Linked DNA regions of Sus scrofa: region 1 is linked to region 2. The links are chromatin contacts, called in public HiChIP or PLAC-seq maps. All regions are on one chromosome and are shown on one strand. The core of a region is the stretch at or near the end of the contact, and the rest is flanking DNA. Distances in the headings are between cores, read along the strand shown.

Region 1 (4,155 bases), core at 840-3,339, 280 kb before region 2:
AGGGGCCTGTCTGGGAATGAAGGGTACCTTGAAGACCAAAGGGAAATTAAAGAAGGATGAGGAGGGAACTCGTAGACAAATGCTCCAGGTCAGTCTCCAGTGGAAACTCTAAACGGGCAATGACTGCACATGCCACCACCTAAGCCTGAGCTGAAGATGTTTCTCTGTGCCTGGCAACATTTATTCATTCATATATTCATTCATTCATTCATTCAACCAACGTCTGTTTCCCTCCTGCCAGAGTCTGTGCTGGGAGTTGGAAGGCAGTGGGGGAGCAGACACAAGCACCATTTCAGTCTTTATGGAAAAGTCTAGTTTGTTTTGTTCTGTGTGTGACCATTTTTGAAAAGTCATGGGACAGGTGGATATCCTAGAGCTTGCACCATCTCCTGCAGTACTATTTTGACCATTGTTCAGAAGATGAGACTTGCCCAAAGACTTGCAAGGAGCAAAGCCAGGATCCAAATCCACTGTCAGTGCCTTACAGCCACCTCTCTGGCTCTTGCATGGGCCTTTAACTCCTCTAGCCTCTATGTCTTGGCTCACCCCAGGACTGACTGGCGGGGGAGGGGGTCTGGGGGCAGAGAGGTTTCTGTTCAATACAGGTTTGTTAACAGTGCCTAAGCATCAGGACAGGAATTTCCCCCAACAAATACTTACTGGATACCTACCATATGCAAGGTTCTAGACCAGGGGCTAAGGAAGACACAAAGATAAATGAGAAGCTCTGAAGGAGCCTATAAGATAGTTGAGGAAATGAGGCAGTACAAAACCTGTGTAACCGTGCTACTCACATGACGAGAATACTGTGATTTTTCATGCCTGTTCTTTGTTCCCGTCTTCATTATTCCACTTCTACTTATCTTTTTAAAATCAAAATGACATCCATTTATTATTCAAAGCCTCAGATACAATGCACTCCTTTGGCACTCTCTCCTTGCAAAAACTAGAATTTACTTCCCCACTTTTTGTTTGTATTTCTCTAAACAGTGAACAAGGCTTCACTTTTTTTTCCCCCTAGAGAAGGACATTCAAAGATGCTTAAGATCCACTAAGTATTTAAAGGGTACAGCACTGGGATGATAGGACTTAGACAAATGATTTTGTTGGGAGTATAAGATAGGCAAACTCTTCAAATTGAGAGCCAAAAGGATAAAAATAGGAATCAGGATCTTTGGCATATGTATTTCTAGAGCATTTGCTTAGAAGAAGTCAGAATAGCTTGGAACAGGGAACTCAGCAAATATTACATTTTTATAGGTAACAATGATAAGATCTTTGGTAGATTATGACATTTTCAGATGTTACACAGTCACAGTCACAATTATAGTTTCAGATAATATTCAAGAATTATCTTTATAAGTCTGAGCAAAAAAGATAAACCATGAAGTGACCACTGTCAAGAGATAAAAATGCCCTCTTATGGTGAGTGTGGAATCAAAAATGACTATTTTAGAAAAGTATTACTGTGTTAAAGTTTGGCTCTGATATGAATGTTGAGAAGAATTTGGGAATGACTGACTTGTGAATACTCTCATATCTGGGAATTCTACTTTTACAGAAAAAAAAAAAAGCACTAAATTACTACTTGTCCTTTGTAAGTAAAAGCTATTTTAAACAGAAAAATCCTAATGACAAAAAAAAAAAAAAAAAAAAAACCAAGTAAGATCGCCAAGGGGACTTCCAATTCGACTGGCCTCTGTCTTGAATTCTGAGCTCAACCAGCACCAAGTGCAGTACGTCTCCCCGTTGGCAGCACAGACTTTGCAGAAAGGTAGCAGGAATGCCTTGACAGTCATCCTCTGGCGGTGGGCACAGGGCCTCTTTATTTCAGGTCCCAGTTCTCGCACCTGGAGGGAACCCAAACCTGAAGCTGACTAGCCAGAGCTGACAACCTCCGCAGCACTTTCCACACTCTTCCTCAAACTGCTAGTAAAACCTGGAGAAGTGGACTTCTTTTGGATTCTGTGACTCTAAGGCCCCACACCCAAACCCCCGAGGCGGAGGGAGTGGCGGCGCAGAGGGGGTGGGGAGGGCAAGGGGCCGGAGTGACTGAGCATGTGCGAAGAGTGGCGCATGCCCAGTGCGGCCGGCTGCTTCCCATTGCGGGTAGCTCCGGCGGTGGCAGCGGTGGTGGCGGCGGCAGCGGCGGCACCGCCTCCTCCTTCACACTCCTGAGGTGGCGGGGTTAGATGAGCGGCCCCAGTAGCGGCGAGGGCGGCGCGGGAGGGAGGAGGAGGAGGAGGAGGAGGTCGCTGTCTTTGTAGTCTCCCTGCTGCGGGAGCGAGAGGCCCCCGCCGGACTGGTCGTCGTTGGAAAAGGGCTGTGTGTGCGCGCGCGTGTCTGCTTGCCCGGCCCGCGGGGACAAGGCGGCGGCGAGGATGATGATGTGCGCAGCGACTGCCTCTCCTGCCGCCGCCTCCTCGGGGCCCGGCGGGGACGGATTCTTCCCTGCCGCCACCATCTCTTCCTCCCCGGCGCCGGGGGCGCTGTTCATGCCGGTTCCCGAGGGCTCCTTGGCGGCCGCGGGGCTGGGGCTGGGGCTGCCGGCCGCGGACTCCCGGGGTCACTACCAGCTGCTGCTGTCAGGCCGGGCCCTGGCCGACCGCTACCGGAGGATTTACACAGCTGCGCTCAGTGACAGGGACCAGGGGGGCAGCAGCGCTGGACACCCAGCCTCCAGGTGCGTCTCCACACGCCCTTCCTTGCGCCACAAACCGCATGTGCGCCGGTGTGTGTGTGTGTGTGAGTGTGTGTGTGCGCGCGCTCGTGCGTTTGTGTGTCTACGTACGTATTTATTGAGCTGTCTTTCAGCAAGCGCTTGATGCTAGGTGGTAGGAGCTCTTGCTGAGATAGGGTGCGGTGGCAGCAGTTTCTGCTCTAAGTGTGTGTGACTGTCTTTGTGGGGGGCAAGAGAGGGTTGGGAAGGAAGTGTGTGATGCTAGAAAAGCTGGTGGTGCGGGGTGTTTATGACACGTGTATGTATTGTTGGAGGAGGGATGAGTAGAGGGTAATGCACGAGGGGAATTTGCAAGAGTGATGAGGGAAGTGGCGTTTCCAATGTCTCTGCCGCAATGGTATTTGCACGTCTTTCTTCCCCCTCCCCCCCCCCCAAGCCCTTATGACATTCCATCCTCACCTTTCTGCTTCCCCTTTGAAAAAACAAATTTGCCTTTCTTTAAGGGGAGTAGTGGTATCGGTTAAGGATAATGCCATATATATTATATATCTATATAGGATGAGTTTTAGATAATCATGGGGGTTGTAGAATAAGGCATGGCGTTTCAATTTAAGAGATTTATACGAAGGGGATGCAGATGGAGGTTTATGTGGATGTGAAAGGTATCTGATACAGATTTTTAGAGCCGTATTTGGATAACTGGACCACTTGGTCATCTAGAGATGTGGTTGCAGCAGCGCTTGTGTTCTCTTGTCCCATCGGCCATTTCCCTTCATCTTATGTTCTACTTCCTCTGTCACTTTTCAGCTTTAGAGTAGTAGAGGGCGTTTTGTGGGGAAAAGTGGAAACCTAAAGAACTTCAAAATGTGACAGCTGGTGTAGTGATCAGCTGCCACCAACTAGAAAATTTGAGTAGCTCCTAGATCTTTTCCTAGGCTTGGTGCACGTTCAGCTTCCTTGATGATGTTAAATCACTTTCATTTTCTTTTTCTTAAAATATGGGTGTCTTTTTGCTAAGGGCTCTCCTATTGTTTTCCCTTCCATGCCCTTACATGCCACACACCCTGAAGTATGGTGACTGACTTGTTTCACCAGCTTGGCTTTGGCGGTGGTAATTGGGAGTTGGCTTCATCTTTTTTTTTTTTTTTTTTCTCACCCTGTGCAGTACATAGGAAGAGCACAGAATTTTGTACAGTAAGTTACAGAGTTAATTGTATTTATTGAATGTGCAGCTTGTTGGGTAATAACCAGATGCCATTTTCTCTCATTGTGAAAAGGGCTCGGCTGTGAATTAGGTATTTCTGGTTGGCTGATAAGTACTGTGGCTCTTATCCGTTGCAGAGAGTTGTAAAGATGGAGCTTTCTTCACACCTCTTGTGGGTAAACCACTCCCATGTGTGTAATTGTTTACAAGACTGGGATTTGAGTAGTTTTATCATATCAATGTACATGGGTGTCAGTTACATTTTGCTCTT
Region 2 (4,489 bases), core at 1,208-3,707:
CACTCTAAGTGTTGGTATAGATGTTTCTCACAAATACTGATATAGAACATTTTCATTATCATACAAGAAAGTTTTTCTTTTCTTTTTTTTTTTTTTTTTGTCTTTTCTAGGGCTGCACCTGTGGCATATGGAGGTTCCCAGGCTAGGGGTTGAATTGGAGCTGTAGCTGCCGGCCTACACCACAGCCACAGCAACATGGGATCCAAGCCGTGTCTGTGACCTACACCACAGCAACACCGGATCCTTAACCCACTGAGCAAGGCCAGGGATCAAACCCACGACCTCATGGTCCCTAGTTGAATTCGTTAACCACTGAGCCACGACGGGAACCCCACAAGAAAATCTTTTTTAATCTCTTTTATGATTGACTTTATAACTTACGTTTTATTATAATTATGTTATTTAATATCCAAACAAATGGCATTTTTAGCTCTCCTTTTGTTAGTTATTTCTAACTTTATTGCATTCTTTTTTTTTTTTTTTTTTTTTGCTATTTCTTGGGCCGCTCCTGCAGCATATGGAGGTTCCCAGGCTAGGGGTCGAATTGGAGCTGTAGCCACCAGCCTACGCCAGAGCCACAGCAATGCAGGATCCGAGCCATGTCTGCAACCTACACCACAGCTCACGGCAACGCCGGATCGTTAACCCACTGAGCAAGGGCAGGGACCGAACCCGCAACCTCATGGTTCCTAGTCGGATTCGTTAACCACTGCGCCACGACGGGAACTCCCCACTTTATTGCATTCTGTCTTACAAACACTGTATGATGGAATTTAAATTTCTTTTGTGGCCTAATTTATGGTCTATCTCCTAAAGTGTTTTGTTTTCTATAGTAATTTTCTGCAGTACAAAATTCTAGGAGTTCCCATCGTGGCGCAGAAGAAACAAATCTGACTAGGAACCATGAGGTTGCGGGTTCGATCCCTGCCCTTGCTCAGTGGGTTAACGATCCGGTGTTGCCGTGAGCTGTGGTGTAGGTTGCAGACTCGGCTTGGATTCGGCGTTGCTGTGGCTCTGGCGTAGGCCGGCAGCTGTAGCTCTGATTCGACCCCCAGTCTGGGAACATCCATATGCTGAGGGTGTGGCCCTAAAAAAAAAAAAAAAAAAAAGACCAAACGAAGAAAGGGATACATTTGGAGTGTGAAAGTTTTAATGTGATATATTAATATATACTGGTTATGTTTGCTGATTTGGTTTAATGTGGTTTGCTGATCATTTATTCTGTTAACATCCCTTTAAATAAATGGACCTGTATTTTCTTGTTTTTCTTCCTCTAATAATTATCACTGCCTGTCTTCCTATTGTCCTTTATCATCCAGTCACAGAGGCACCTAAACAATGTTGCAGTGCAGGTACAGCCACATTATTTTGTTTCTAGAAACTTCGTGCAGTTTGACTTGCTGATCAGACAGCCAAGCCCTAACAGAACAGCGGCATTTCCTCCCTTCCCCCCATTGAAGAGTACCATAAATTTTACACAAGGCTTCCTAGCTCAATCTGGGGAGGGGGGAGTCATAGAAGAGCGGGCATCACAGTCTTCCAGTCTCCTACACATGGGTCAGATATTCAAAAAGACATATTTGGATGGAAAACTACTTGCTTTATTTTCGAAGGAGAGAGGATGCATGACTCACGTTATGATTTTGCAACTAAGGACAGTTCTAACTTTAAGAAAACCTAGTATTCAAAAATTAAAACTTTAAAACAAACTAGGTAGCAGTTACACACATATCTCTGTTTACCAAAGGTTTCACCAGAGTTTTAAGCAGACATCTAGTCCTTTACACTTTCCTCATTGTGTTTCAGAAAGCTATTTATAAACTTCAGGAGTCTATTTACTTTATAAAGCTGTTTTTGTTGTTGTTTTTTCAGGGGCGGGCCCGCGGCATAGGGAAGTTCCCAGGCTAAGGGTCCAACCCGAGCTGCCACTGCTGGTCTACACCACAGCCACAGTAACCCCAGATAGCAGCAAGGGCTGCGACCTACACGCAGCTTACCACATCGCGGAATCCTTAACCCACTGAGCAGGCCAGGGGTGGAACCCGAGGGCTCATGGAAACTAGTCGGGTTCGAGTTACCGCTGAGCAACAGGGGAATTCCCTAAAGGCGATTGTTAAACAGTAATAACCCTGATGACAAAAATCATTTTTAGGAAAATTGAAAAAATAAAAATACTTTAAAATTTATAAATCATCATCATCAAAATCATCTGTAATCCCAACGTTAACACTGTCATCACTTTGCTTTAATTTCCCGCAGTTTATGAAAACACCGTATGTGTACACGATGTATATTATTATGACATACCCGTTAAGGGATACAAGGCGTGTATCATTAGAGCCCGTATTTTACCCACTTGGGTTACGCGGGGCGGGCGTGGCCTTCTGAGGCCCCGCCTGGCGCGCGGAGGTGTGTCAACTGCAGCAGCTGCTGTTTATCCCCCGAGCCCGGAACCAGCTGCTGGGCTAAGGCCGGCCCTAAAGACTCTCGCTCCTTTCTTCTTGCTGCTCCACCTCCTCAAACTTTCCGCTTTCCACCGTTGAAAGTCTCCTGGGCATCTAGCTGGCTCCAGCCCTCCCACATTCGCTGCAAGACGAAAAACCCTCTAAAAGCCGCAGTCTCATCAGAGAGAGGAAAGCAGCCGACACTCCGCCCGGAACCAGAAGGACGAAGCACCGAGGCGGGCGGGGTGGCGCGCGCTCCCGCTTGGGCGCGGCCCCCTCCAGCCCCCGACCCCGCCCTCCGCGGACGCGCCGCGGCGGACACGCGCCCGCCCCCCTCGACGGAGACGCGCCGGGGGAAGCGCGCGGCCGTCAGTCCGGGCGCCATTTTGGACTCGGTGTCTGGGCCCGCGGTGCAGGGGTAACTACGCGGGGCTCGCAGCTCGCTGAAGGCGGCTCTTGAGGGGACTGGGGGTCCCGGCAGAAGCACGCAGGCCGCGCGGGACTGAGAAGAGAGGCTTTTCCCTCGGCCGTCAGAGCCGCAAAGGTGGAGCCGAGTTGGCGCCCGCCCCGGGACCAGCGCCTCGGATGCGAGCGGAGCGCGGGGGGCGGCGGAGGCGGGAGCGCGAGGCGCGGGGCCCCGGGGGCCTCATGTGAGAGCCACGGGACCAGCCGCCCCCGGAGCCCGGGGTGCTGTGTTGGGGAAGCCGCCCCTGGCAGCAGGTAACGTTGGAGGGCCGGGGCCTTCGGACCTTGGCCCGCGCCGGGGCGGGCCGACAGGGAGAGGGGGTCCCGGGCGCGCGCCGGCCGCCCCTCGGGAGCGCGGGGCGGGGCGCGGCGCCCGGGCGGTGGAGCCTGCTCGGGGGCGTTGCCCCGTGTCTGCTTCAAAACAAGTCAAAAAGGCGTGGTGTGTGTGCGGCGGCCGCTTGCAGCCTTCCCGCGACAGCGCCGCCCCTGCCGTCGGCTTTGTTACCCTCGGCGGGGGCTGGGGACCGGCACCGTGGAGCTCTTGTTCTGCCAGGCTCTTCCCGGTGTCTGTTACGGCCGTGCTTGTAGCGTGAGAAAAGAGACTTTAAGGTGTCAAAACAGACTGCCCTGGGTAGGGCGCAGGAGAAATGTCTGGGAAAGCCTATTTTCGGGAGTGGCGCGGGAGGAGGGGACACCCCTGCGCGCGTCCCCGGGTGGAAAACTTGGTCAACTTGTGATGGGCTGCTTCCCGCCTGCTATGAGCGAGAGCAGCCCTTTCAGGTGGGATTGCAGACATGGAACAGGAGGCAACCCATTAAATGATGGGCCTGCACCTCCAAGCTAAGAGATGAGATGACTGTTATTTTCTGATCCTGTCCATTGCGGCCCAGATCTTTCAGAGTCTTCCTATCCCTGAAATCTTTACAAAAATGCCGTCAATTCCCAATTATCTACAAATGACCGCTAAACAGATTTTCACTACCACACTCTCTGATACCATTTATTTCTGAGTTAGTCTCTGCACTGTTTTATGTTTTACTCTTGTATTTCAGCCAAAGAATGCATACTAATTTTGATATTATGAAAGACTTTTTAGAGCTAAATACAAAAGGGCTTTTAAAATCACTGCAAGTGCAGGGTGCTAAAAGTGCCTAATACAATGAGGGACACATGGCTGAGTGTTCTCTTAGGCTCTTCATTTGATGAACAAGTTGACTGCTTCTTTCAGAGACTCCGGAAATGTGAGGAGTTAATTCTGTAACTCCCTGTGCTGCCCGACTAGGCCAGAAACTGTTAGTTCGCCTTTTTTTTTTTTTTTTTTTTTGTCTTTTTAGAGCCACACCCACAGCATATGGAAGTTCCCAGGCCAGGGGTTGAATCAGCTACAGCTGCCAGCCTACACCACAGCCACAGCAACGCAGGATCCAAACCACGTCTGCGACCTGCACCTTAGCTCATGACATCACCCTATAGTTAACCCAGTGAGCGGAGGCCAGTCATGGAACCCTCATCCTCATGGTTCCTAATGGAATTTGTTTCCACTGAACCACAATGGCAACTCCTTAGTTTACTTTTTGATG

Evidence for each region. HiChIP or PLAC-seq counts read pairs in DNA pulled down with a chosen protein or histone mark.
Region 1: an H3K27ac HiChIP or PLAC-seq map of alveolar macrophages shows a contact between it and region 2. The contact joins the promoter of MYCBP2 here to the promoter of FBXL3 in region 2. A contact is called at or near these places in 2 of 2 datasets of contacts at active chromatin or transcription factors (alveolar macrophages and skeletal muscle).

Annotation. Positions count from the first base shown.
Region 1 is chr11:49,430,799-49,434,953 of Sscrofa11.1, reverse strand. It overlaps MYCBP2 (E3 ubiquitin-protein ligase MYCBP2), which reads left to right and starts at 2,089. Exons shown (of 85, transcript XM_021065752.1): 1 at 2,089-2,683. The coding sequence starts at 2,382.
Region 2 is chr11:49,149,348-49,153,836 of Sscrofa11.1, reverse strand. It overlaps FBXL3 (F-box/LRR-repeat protein 3), which reads left to right and starts at 2,457. Exons shown (of 5, transcript XM_003357868.4): 1 at 2,457-3,164.